2 separate regions of the Rattus norvegicus genome follow, and region 1 is linked to region 2. A link is a contact called in public Hi-C data. All regions are on one chromosome and are shown on one strand. Each heading gives the region's core, a stretch centred on a gene start, on an enhancer-like site or on the middle of the called end of the contact. The rest is flanking DNA. Distances are from core to core; before and after follow the strand shown. Region 1 overlaps Atxn1 (ataxin 1). Region 2 overlaps LOC108348532 (a long non-coding RNA gene).

What was found. Hi-C and Micro-C count contacts between places; a contact is called where the count stands out from the background.
Region 1: a contact with region 2 is called in a Hi-C map of frontal cortex, with 2.3 times the contacts expected there. The contact joins two enhancer-like sites. A contact is called at or near these places in 4 of 12 Hi-C or Micro-C datasets (Schwann cells, frontal cortex, kidney and 1 more).

Annotation. Positions count from the first base shown.
Region 1 is chr17:19,258,712-19,265,388 of GRCr8, forward strand. The region is part of intron 7 of Atxn1 (ataxin 1); the gene reads left to right. Among named protein-coding and RNA genes, the nearest start is that of Gmpr, 130 kb to the right of the region's middle. Within about 2 kb of position 2,945, at least 5 of the 93 cell types and tissues checked have an H3K27ac peak or open chromatin away from gene starts, as enhancers often do.
Region 2 is chr17:18,740,615-18,746,893 of GRCr8, forward strand. LOC108348532 (a long non-coding RNA gene) reads right to left here. Exons shown (of 4, transcript XR_001841837.3): 4 at 2,818-4,263. Among named protein-coding and RNA genes, the nearest start is that of Stmnd1, 120 kb to the left of the region's middle. Within about 2 kb of position 1,802, at least 10 of the 93 cell types and tissues checked have an H3K27ac peak or open chromatin away from gene starts, as enhancers often do.

The DNA of each region.
Region 1 (6,677 bases), core at 1,695-4,194, 520 kb after region 2:
ATCGAACATCTTTTTCAAAGAGTCATTTCATTGTATTTTATGTGTATGCGTGTTTGCCAGAATATATGTATGTACACTATATTTATGGTCAGTAATCATGGAAGCCAAAAGAAGGCGTCAGATCCTCAGGAACTAGAATTACAGAGAGTTGTGGACAGCCACGTAGATGCTGGGAACTAAACCCGGCTCCTTTGCAAATGCAGTAAGTGTTCTAAACCTCGGAGCTGTTTCTGCAGCCTTGACACCAATGGTTTTTGATTAGGCTACTTTGAGAAATGTCCTGAGAACATGTTTGCTTTTGAAGCCTAGAGTTGTTTGGTAGATGGTTGTAATATTCATAAATTGCAAAGCAGAGTATCCTACAAAAACTGTGATTTCCTTTCTCTGCTCATTGGGGTAGGAATGTCATAGAATGTGGTTCCCTTTTGTTGTCTACTAAGTGCTTCCGCCTAGACTAATCCTGACATCTGCCTTGCCTTTGTGACCGAGGTCTCCCCTGAATCTTCGAAATGTCTATATTCTGGGATCCGCCTACATTATACGATCTGTCTGCATGCAGCATGGATAGAACCCCAAGTTGGTCCATAGGCTTCTGTTAGGCTAGATTAATCCAGACAAACTAGACGCCTAACAGTTTGTCCTTAAAAAAGAAGTGTATTTTACAAAAGGCTTACAAAAGGAAACACATTTATTTCAAAGAAAGATGACAAAAAGTTACGTATCATAAGAGCTGGGGGTACGGCTCAGTAATTGAGTACTTGCCTGTGAGGCCCTAGCTAGCTCTGATCGCTGGCAGCATGGTTACATGTAGATGCGCATGCGCATGCGCACGCACATGCGCACTTACCAGGTAGAGCCTGCATCTGTTGTTTCACCCGGCTGTTACACTCCTAGATATATTCCGTCATATATTTGCTTATTTACAAGTATTGCTTATATTCGTGTATTTGTCCAATAAATATTTAATAAAAGCCTGCGTTGTGTGAGGTATAAGCCACATTCTACTGGATATCCAGTGAAAATGAAAATGTACAACGGAGGAATTCCAGTGCCCTCATGCATCGCCAGACTGCAGAGTGGAAGGTGTGAGCCACCCAGGCAAAGTACAGTGAACTGGGATGGAATTAGGAGCTCAGACTGTGCGTCAGGATTGTACAGGTATCCAAGCAAACCAGGTTGAAAACTGCTTTAGGTTCATGACCAGAGAGGATTGATAATCATAATTGACATTAATGTATATTGAACATATGTCAGCCACTCTACTGAGTGGTTTTTTTTTTTTTCAGATGTTCTTCTTAGATTTCCCCCCACCACAACCCTATAAAGTACATTTTGTTCTTATATTTTATAGATTTCCCTGTTGCGTGCTCCATGGTTACAGCAAACCGTTTCTTTCAAAAGGCCCCGGGGAGAGGAGAAAGGGGAAAGGAGATGTGAGATGCAGTATTCATTATTGAGCTAGCAAAATCTCTCTAATTTAGACAGTTTAGGGAGAAGTCATTTTACATGAAACTATGGGGTCCTTCTAGAAAAGAAGCGCTGTTGCTTCAAGTCCTCGCCATAATTAAATCGATATAAACTATCGACGTATTTTTTTCAAACCACCAACATCATTTTACAGAAACGGGAAAACCAATGCTGGTTGCAGGGCACACAGCAGGCAAGATGTTACTAAAGATGAGCCGACAAAACATTGTTTCTATGGATAAATGAAATTGTGTTCCTATGACCTTTGCCCCCACCTTCCCACGGTTGGCAACTCGCATTTTAAAAGGAGGAGAAGGGGAAGTTAAATATTTCCTCTCTGTGCCCCTGCCTTGAGATCCTTTTGCCTCCAACAGAATCAGGGAGCCCTCAGGACCTCTTTGCATATGGGCCCTTCATCAGTAGAGCGAATGAGGCTGCACGTTTGCTTTTGCTTTTCCTATAACAAGCTTCCTGGTAAAAAAAAGGGGGGGGAGGAGGAGTTCCTTAATTTACTCCAGCATGTGGGCATCGGGTATGTAAAGCTGTCACATGAGCGTCCACACATTTCCCCAAGGCGGGGTGAGTGGGATCCGAGACTCACTCGTGGCTCCGTGACTCCATCGCCTTCTCGCCTTCTCGCTTCCCACCAAGTTATGTCTCCCACCTGCCTGGGGGAAACCAGCAGTTGCTCCTGAGTGAAATCAAAACCAGCACTCGTTTTACAGCATAATATTAAAACTATCTTCTCATCTAATCCCTTATGTCTTAAAATTACCGCATCTACTATAGGAACCAAGGTGTCCTGGCACAGGGTTGGTCTCATTCCTAGAAACTGGATTTGTCAGGGGTGTTGTCATAGAAACCGAATGAGGTAATGTTAAGGTTTCTTGGGCAAAGCCTGGACAGGGAGAACAGCTGTCTTTTGCTATCCTCAGGGTGGGGAGGAACTATGTCCACCTATGACTACCAAATCTGAGGTTGCATAAGTCCCTTAAATAAGAGAGATATATTCACTCAATGTAACCTATGCCTGGTCTTGAATATATTTTATATAAATTACTTACAATGCCCACTGACAGTGTTTGACATCACTCCAGCCATGTGCTTTTGACACAGTGTTCAGTTTGTAGCAAATCCACATTTTGCTTTTCAAGGGACACTCTCGGTTTGGTTTCCAAAATGATTCTGACCTGCAGTTGGTTAATCTGTGGATAGGGAGCCTACAGATACAGGATCTGTGGGTCCTTGGCTGATTGTAACTGTTGTTTGCTCTAGAATGACACAACTGTGCTTTTAGCTCACTGTGACAAGACCCAAGTCCATACATCCTTAAATTATACAACCCTGGTAACTTAATTTGAAAAGGCTGGAGAGTGGAATCCACTTAGAAAAACTCCAGCCCACCAACATAGTGAATGGAAGGAAGGGCCAAGACTTTTTCCTGGGCATGCTTCAAACAGTGTGTATTTTTAGAAAGCTGATGGCAGCTTAAGGAGCCATTATTGTGTGCGTACAGATAAACTCAGAAAGACCTGGGTGAGGAGGTCCCAGAGGGCCAGCTTGTTGTTCAGTTACGGATATCCGTCTTCAAGCTAGCGTCTGCTTCTCAAGCTGAGAAAGCAGCTAGTTACAAACTGGAGCTACTCAAAGCAGGTTTGAATAAGTCTAGACATTTGGTTATCTTCTGTCTAGCATTCATGTGTGCCGTGGGCGCCACACTCTTGGGGATCAGTGTTTCATTATGCAGATGGTGTTTTATGTTTAGCTCCCTCATAATAGCTTGCAGCAAACTCTGAGTGGTGAGTGTTAGCCCCGAAGAAGGGGCTACAGGACAGAACCAAGATGAGTCTGGGTGGGTTTAATAGTGACCAGTGAACCACACGACCTGTCTCTCCCCTGATTTATTATCTGGTATCTGAGTACCTCTGTGAGTGTGCAGGATCCCAAGGAATCCACCAGAGTCCCTGAGCAGTAAGAGATGGAAAAGCGGAAGTGCATTTCGGAAACGAGTGCTAACACTTTGTATAAATGAGAACTGGGCATGCGATTATCTGCCCATGGAGCAGGAAGGGCTTACCCAATGCCTCCCAGTGCATAATCACTGCCTGCACACTTTTTTATTAGCTCCTTTAGGCTGCAGAACGGAATTCTCTCCTTACCTCTCACATTAAGCACCTCTCCTACAAACGATCAATGCTTCAGTTTCGAAACTGAACGTCCGGCAATGCTTGCTCATTTCTGACTTTGAGAGTATTTCAGTTTTGGACCTGCAGCACAGAAACGTGAAGGAACGCTCATTGACCCAGATAAAACCCCACTCTCATATCTGTTCCTCTGAGCTGGAGCTTTCCAAAGGGAACGTGGGCTTCAGACGGAGCTCGGTTCTCAGTAGAAATCGGCATTGTCTTAGGTGGGCCGCTGCCTCCAAAGAAGCTCAGACCCACCACACACCAAGCCTGTTTCCCCATCACCAAATATCATGTCACGACTCAAAACCACGTCCTCCAGATAGATAGATAGATAGATATATTATTATTATTATTATTATTATTATTATTATTATTATTGACTTGTCAGTGTCCATATAGGTGCTGTGACTTAGAGGCGTGTCTCCCAGAGCTTCGTGTATAAAAGGCTTTAGCCCTGTGGACACAGTATTAGGAAGTGATCTTCTCTCTGGGAGGGGATAGGGAGTATCTACCCCTTCCTCATTGAGAGTTCTAGTGATAAAGCAAAGTTTGATTCCCATCAAAGGTCTCCCTGAGGAACCAATACATTTATCGGGCTTTCTTACAGATCGCGAGGGAGGGACTGAGGGTGGCCCCCTTCAGCTGCACTGAGAAGTCTTCCCCCATCATGGATGAGGGCCTCCCCAAAACTGCATAGATGGAGGGTCATGGGACCCTCCTCATTTCTCCTTCCTTGAAGGGAGCATCAGCAGTCAACAAGCCCAGCCGAGATGATCTTTGGCAAGCAGCATGACTGAAATAGTACTAAAGATGGCCGCTCTTTGGCTCAGGGGGTAGCGTTCCACAGAGAGGTTCCAGGAGCATTATGGGGATGCTCTTGATACTAGGGTATGGGGGACCCTGGTCTCGTTCTCGTCTCTGCTTGCTGGCTTGTGAGGTAAGGGGTTCTGTTACATGCTACCACCACATGCCACCGTCACCAGAGCCTAGGTTATTAAGGCTACTTGATATTTAATGAGGGCCTTCAGAACAATGACAACTAAAACATTTGCTTGCATGGAAGTCCACTTTCTCAGGTACGGGATTACAGTGATGAACTAAACCAACGTTGCTGGCTGAGTCCCTGATGAGCCTGTCAGCCTCGCCTTCATTCATTCATGCATTTATTCTCTCACACACTGACTCCGGTTCATCCGCCCATCTAGTAAGCACCCATCGAATGTGACATCAGTGATGTGGGTACCAGATAGGCCTTAGGAAATGATTGCTTTCTTATTACAGGCATGACTCAGTGCCAGAGGTTCAGACTACAGTATGTGGCATAGCCCACACCTTGAGCAGAAACACTGAATCTGAAGCCTCATCTTCAAGGTGGGCCAATCCCATCATCAGGCCTAAAAACAACATTGCCTTCTAGAAGGCATTGTGATGTGCACGCGCTAAGAACATGTTAAAAACCAGGCAGGCCCAGGTTCGAGTCCTGCATCTGCAATGTATCCTGCAATGCTTACCATTTTGAGGAAGATTTTTTTTTTTTAAGCTTCAGCTTGCTCCTAAATGAAGCAATCGTTTCTGCTTGTGGGGCAGCGTGAGAGCGAAGGAGAAAACATGCAGCAGTAGGACGGCCATGTTTACACAGAACGTTCATCAAATGCTGCTTGCCTGCCCCGCTCCTCATGCCTGCGATGGCTTGGCTGGTCTACTGTTACTGTAAATAGACCTTGTCGCCCTGATGCCAGAGAGCCACAGGACTTCCCTCCTTACAGTCCCTAGGGCAGCACCTTGAAGCCAGAATGTCTGGCTTCCTGACTCTCAACACCCCGAGACAGCAGGTAGCCGGAGTGTCACCCGCTCCCCAGAGAGTGTATTCTCCTCTGCGTTCAACCACCCTCCACTTTCAGGACGCCTTTAGCTCCCAGTGGAGAAGCTGGGCCCCACAGAATGCTGAGGCACCAACTCTAGCCGGATTGTCACTCTAGGGATGCTGTGGTGGTGTTCGATTGCCAAGCGTGTGCCTTTTGGGAACTTTGGGGAATTACGACTCAGTATGTGTGGGGGTGGGGAGACAAGATGACAGTTGAAAGCTTTCCATGCCAAGGCCTTTTGTTTTGATGGGGTTGGGCTGCGTTTAGTTTTTACACAACCATTGGACTCCCTAGGGAATAAGTGAGATTTAAGTAACGCCCTGCAAGGCGCTGAAGCTGGCCCCCTTGAGGCCTGTTTACCTCAGCTGTTCATGGAGGTAGAGGAGGCTGAGAGTGAAGTTTCCCAAAGATGAAGAATGTTGCCATAGACAGACCTGTATGGACGCTGGACATTAGTTTAGCCCTTTGGGATTTTTTGCTTTGTTTTGGTTTGGTTTGGTTTAGGATATTTCTGAGGGGGGAAAAAGGATCGTGTGCCTCCTAGCTGTGCGGGCTTCTGAGACAAGACAGCAAAGGTTTCTAGCAGTTATCCCTAAGCAGCCTAAAGCCGTGGATTAATTAATCTTAATGGACTTGCCGTTGAGAGTGTACTCATTTCTAGTCCAATTTCCTACTTTGGAGTTTGGGGATTCATCGGGCACGTCTAACCTGTGGATCAGGATTTCTACAAAGGTGACCCACTAATCTACTGATCACAGCACCCTGTCACAATGTCACAAAGGCTTGACACTCCTGCTGGAGTCTCTATTAAGCGCTGTTAAGTGCTGTCAGAATATGGGGATCATAGTCTGTAGTGTACAGTCCAAGGAATCGACATTTTTAAAAGATCTTACTTTTATGTGTATGTGTATACATAGCTACATGTGTGTAGACTCATGAGCATGTGTGTGTCTGTCTGTCTGTATTTATGTGATGACTCAAGACTAACACCAGGTATCTTTCTTTCTTTTTTTTTTTTTTTGGTTCTTTTTTTTTTTTTTTTTTTTTTTTCCGGAGCTGGGGACCGAACCCAGGGCCTTGCGCGCTTCCTAGGTAAGCGCTCTACCACTGAGCTAAATCCCCAGCCCACCAGGTATCTTTCTTGATCACTCTCTCT
Region 2 (6,279 bases), core at 552-3,051:
CTAAGGTTCTTGTTACCAAGCCTGATGACCCAAGTTTAATTATTGGACTCACTGCAGGGCTAAGAGAACCAACTCTTATCTTCTGATCTTCATAAGCACGCTACTGAGCGTGTGTGTGTGTGTGTGTGTGTGTGAATACTCACACGGATACATACACATACACACACAGTCACAGGCACATACACAGACACAGACAGAGACACACACAGGCACACACACAGACACATAGGCACACAGATATACAGGCACACTTAAAGACTCACACAGACACACAGAGACACATACACAGATACACACAGAGACACACACAGGTGCGCACACAGACATCCTTAACGACACACACAGACACAGACTCACAGACACAGAGACACACTTAAAGATACACAGATCACACAGACACAGACATACAGACACACAGGCACACTTAAAGACTCAGACAGACACAGACATACAGACACATAAAAACACATACACAGACCCAAACACAGACAGACACACTTAAAGACACACACACAAACACACACACACACAGACATACACAGGCACACATGCAGATACACCTACACACACAGACACACACAGAGACACAACACACACACAGAGACACACAGGCACACACACAGACACACTTAAAGACACATAGAGACCCACACAGGGACATAGAGATACAGACACAGCCACACACACACACACATGCACACACACAGAGAAACATATACACTCACACACAGATACACACATTCACACACACAAGCACAAAGAGACACACACAGGTACACAGATATACAGACACACACAGGTAGACAGACAGCAGACAAGCAGGCAGGCAGACAGACAGACAGACAGACAGACAGACAGACAGACACACACACACACACACACACACACACACACACACACCAGACTGAACTGTTTTCCCAGCTCAGGCCTACTTTACAGGCAACCCAATATTACTCAGACTTGATCCTTTTCCCTTGAAATCCCTTTTGCACGCATCAGGAATTCTTTCCCTCTCCTGCCTGCTTTGGGCTATTCTCCTATCCAAAGATGGCCTTCCACCGGACAGTTCTCTAAAGTTCCTTTGTCCCTCTGGGCTCAGCTTCCTGAGTTACCTACTTTGCCTCCTAGGAAGTTCCTACGCAATCAACTCAGTAGAGAAGCCGTGTGTTCTTCTGACTTCCTCGGCCTGAAGGATAAGCTCCTTACATTTGTATGTTTATATCTCATCTAAATCTTCCTGCGGCGCAGCCGAGGATGGACACAAACCTGTCTTACAGCCTTCAAGAGCAGTCTTCAAAGCCGGGGAGCACTTCCCAATCACAGCCACTAGAGGTCGCTCATCCACACAGTCTTGCCCGGTTCAGGTTCCCAGCTGCACAGGGAGATTACTAGACAAGCTGGAAGTAGGGCAGGCTGTCTTTATTTCTTTTTCTCTCCAACACAGCCTCAGGCCATCAGAGCTTCTGAAGTCAGGGTCCCTGCCGTGCAAGCTGCAGAATGAAAACACTGCAAATCACAAAGGTCACTGCATCCACTCTGCGAATCCACTGCTCACCTGAAATCTTCTGCTTCACCAGCAAGAGCCCAGTTAAGGTTCTGAATATTTTTTTCCCAGCTCTAGTTTCCCAGAAGTGGGAGGGGGAACATGTGACCACTGAGTGCATTGTATGTACGCAATTACAGATTATGCCTCAGATCGGTGATGTATGGAGAAAGATTTCCATGAACAAGCCGCTTCTCTGATCCTCGGGGACTTTCTGAGCTGGGCACTGTACTAAAAACAGCACTGGCTTTTGCAAATGGGCCAAGCTTAAGGTAGAGGCAGCAATCAGATCCTACTTGAGAGACTTCATGAGCCCACAGCAGCCCTATGAAACAGTAAGTTAGGGGATCGGACAAATGCGGCAGGCGGGTGGGAAGAGAAGAAATCGTAGATAATGTGCGCCCTGCATGGCTGAGAGCCTAGCATGGTGTCATGTGGGCATTTTGGGGCAGAATGCGGATGGGAGTTGACAGTGACTGATTCAAGTGGCTGTGTCAGTTATAAACATTCAGGGGTGTGTGCAGATGCTGGGAAGCAAGCTAGCACAGTGTGGATGAGTTGAGATTCTGGCTGCCAACCCTCTAAAAGCAAGCTCGCACATGCCATCAGCAGTTTCTAAAGTAGCGTTTAGACCTACTGGCAAACTTCAAAGGCAAGGCACCATGATCAAAAGGCTATATTCAGGAGCATGTGCAGCTGGACTCCTGATGATCTGACATCGATTAGTCATGACTTAAACCCTCTGAACCTCAGTTTACTCACATAGAAAATGGGACGGATAGACCCCACCTCACAGGTGTGGATAGACACAAAGTACTTGGACTAGTGCCTGGTACAGGTCCGGAGTATGGTCACATGTTACCAGGTTTGAAATGTGTCATCGGGACATCATTGAGTCAACTTGTGTACACGCACCTACACAAGCAAAGCATCAAAAACCATTTTCCAAACGGTCTTCTTGGTCTGGCATAAGGAGTTGGCGGGACACCAGGGAGCAGAGTTGGACTGTCTTTGCCCTCTCTCTGTTCCTGCAGGCCACCAGTAGGGTGCATATTGACACACTGGAAGGCCATGCTGGGAGGTCCTGGGGTCCTCACCATGCCACCATGCCATCATGCCAGGTGGCAAAAGGGCCTCGATTTACAGCCCTGTATCAACACTGCTTTTAAAGAAGACTCTTGCCTTGTCTAAAAGCTTTAAAGTGATCACCAATTCTACCTCCCTACGGATGGGACTGCTTTCCGGGTCTCCATTTCCAGAACAGGGAGATACTATCCATACTAAAGATCTTATTCTACAAGTAGCTCCCTCCGGCAGTCAGCTTCCACAGAGTATCTAAGAGCCATCAGCCCTGGGAGACCCACTGCTTGTTCTGACATCGAGTAACAAAATAACACTCCTTGATTAGCTCAAACCACCTGGAACCTCAACCTTGTGGGCGGGTCCAGCAAATGGTCCCCATTGTCTTGCTGCTTGGATACATTGTAGTTCTGTCTGGTCTTTGATCCAGGCCATTGGAGGTTCCTCCAAATCTTACCCAGCCTCATCTAGGTAGTTTTTAGTTTTTGGAAATAGAAGTTCAGAGAGTGCGGGTTGGCTTTTAACTCCCCATGTCGCCAAGGATGACGCTACACTTCTGGTCCTTTTGTCTCTGTCTCCCAAGTGCTAGGATTCCATTGCCACCTTCTAGCGACTTCCACAAATCAGATCCTTAAGCAGCTTCGATCCCCTTGTACACATTTTTCAAGACCGTAGCTTCGAGCTGGGGCATGCTTGATTGGAGAGCAATAACCGCCATCGATTTTTCACCTCCATAGTCCTTAATCACTTAAAATTTCATTTCCAGGTCAATTACTCCATGTGACCTCTTGCTAGTCACATCAGCAGTGGATTTTTTTTATATTTAGGGTCCAGGATGAACAAAGCATGAGCTTAAATCAAGCACCAGAGAACGATGCTATCAACACATACTGTAAGCATAAACACAGGGTGAAAAGGTCCACTGAAGAGTAATACACCATGTTTACAGTAAGCTCCCCCAACCCCAATATGATAAACCAGGCTGATCAGTTTTAACTATCTGCTTAAACCTAGGATCACCTGGGAAGAGGGTCTTAATGAGGAATTATCTAGACCAGCCTGTGGCCATATCTGTAGGGGATTTGTTTTTGATTATTAACAGAGGTGGGAAGGTCCGCCCTGAACACCAGTTGGGACAATTTCATAGGCTTAGCACTGAACTGATGAGTAGTGAAAAAAAAGCTGTCTGGGCACAATTAAGCAGGTAGCCTGTGTGGGTGAGATCCAGTCTGTCTTCAGCTGTGGCTGTGATGTGGTTAGCTGTGTGAGTTCCTGTCATGACTTCCCTGAAATGACAGACATCATCATTATCAAGTACTGTGTATGTATATAGTTTTTAGGGTGAACCTTTACATAAGGGCCAGATTGGTGGTTTAGTTCACATAACCATGGTCACAAATACATGGTCTATTTTACTATGACATTAATGTCATGAAGCTCCAAGAGTTTCCCGATTTCAATACAGTCTCAGAGGTCCCCCACTGTGTATATACTTCTTCATTGGTTGAAACAACGCTGTTTTGACGACACCTGTACCCTGTCTTACTATTACCGCTGTGCTTTGGTTCTGTCACTGGTTTACCCTGGGGAATTCAGCACCGATGAGTGACATTCCTTGTGCATCCTTAGGTTACTGTCACCTGTCCGGGGGGTGAGAGAAATAAGAACCTTCCTGAGTTTCACAAGAAGATGAATAATTTTCTAAAAGCATATCACAATTTCCCTACACCGTGATTATAAGATACATAGACCATTTCCCCCTCCAAGTGTTATCTGATTTCTCTGTCATCTAACTGACTGGTGCTTGATAAAATGGGCACGTTAGGTTTTAGTCATAAGTGCAGCATTTCGGGAAGGAAGGAGGAGGAGGGGGGACCACCCCACTTCTGTAGGCAAGGGAAAACAATGAAATATTAAGAAGTTAACAGGAAAGCCATCTCATTTTATATTGTTAAACTGCCACCATGAAGTCTGGAATTTTTCGCTAAGAAGTCAGCGAGTGAGTCTTGGGTGAGGTATGAGGTGGGATGTGGGGTGGATGTGGCAGAGAGTGCGACAGAGGGCGCCACCTCATCTGCCCTCCTGCCTTCTCTTCCTTCGGAACTCCTTCCTCTACTGATCTTGTCTTTCCCCTCAGCCCCCTTTGAACCACCCCAACTTCTTTCATAAGATGTCCTTACATGCATACAAAGTTTTCTATTTGTTAATCCAAGTTGTCATGTTTTACTTAAGTTTTTTTTTTGTTTTTCTATCAATTTTTATTTTATGTGTATGGGTGTTTTGCCTATGTGTGTATCTGTGCAGCATGTGATTGGTGCCCTTGAAAGACAAAAGAGGACACAGGGTCACCTGGCACTGGAGTTACAGATACGTGTGAGCTGTCACGTGGGTGTTGAGAATTGAAACCAGTTCCTCTGCCAGGCCAGTCAGAGTTCTTAACCCCTGAGCCATCCCTACAGCCTCTCTACTTAAGAGTTTAAAGTGAATCAAATGGCTTTACAGCTCCTCTGGTCTTCTCTGCAGAGTCCTTCCTCTGCCCCTGCTCCGCCTACCAAAGAAATCAAGGGTAGTTTTGATTTACCTCTGACTATCTAGGCTAGATAAATGATCCCTAGTGGAAAAAAAAATAGTAGCCTGTCCAAGAAACATAATGCAGAATGTGTAGAATTCAAGAAATGTTGACTTGATAAAACTCATTTACAAATCTACTTCTTTATCCTGTCTCTTATGCTAGAAATTATTAACGATCTCTTTTCTGATATTGTTCTCTTTTGTTAAACATAGGTTCTTTTCTCATGGAAGGTTATCTGAATAAGTTCCCCTCTCCTCTACTTCTCCCAGCTCCTGCTCCCCTCCCCTCCCATTGGGTCCACCCCCTTTCTGTCTCTCTTTAGAGAAGAACAGGGTCCTAGGAGATACCAACAAAAGTGTCAAAATAAAATACACTAAGGGAAAACAAAAACTTAATACATCAGAGTTGGACAAGTCAAACGGAGAGAAAAATAAAAGATCCCCAGGAGAAGGCACACGAACCAGAGACATACTCATTCATACACTCAGGAGTCTCCTTAAAAATTCTAGACTGAAAGCTATAATTAGAAGCAGAGGACCTGGTGCAGACCTCCGTAGGCCCTGTGATTGCTGCTTCAGTGCTTGTGAGCTCATGCAAAGTTGGCTCAGTTTTTTCAGAGAACCCTGTTCTTCTGGTGTCCTCCCTTCACTCTGGCTGTTACATTCTTTCTGCCTCCTCTTCAGCAGGGTTGCCTGAGCTCTGAGGGGAGGGGTTTGACGGAGACATCTTGTTTAGAGCTGAGTCAGTCTCTCTCTCTCTGTCTCTGTCTCTGTCTCTGTCTCTGTCTCTCTCTCTCTCTCTCTCTCCCTCTCTCTCCCTCTCTCTCCCTCTCTCTCCCTTTCTCCCTCTCCCTCCCTCCCTCCCTCCCTCCCTCCCTCTCTCTCCCTCTCTCCCTCCCCCCTCCATCTCTCTCTCTGACTCCCTCCCTCCCTCTCTCTCCCTTTCTCCCTCTCTCCCTTTCTCTCTCTCCCTCTCTCCCTCCCCCCTCTCCATCTCTCTCTGCCTCCCTCCCTCCCTCTCTCTCCCTCTCTCCCTTTCTCCCTCTCTCTCTCTCTCTCCCTCTCTCCCTCCCTGCTCTGTCTCT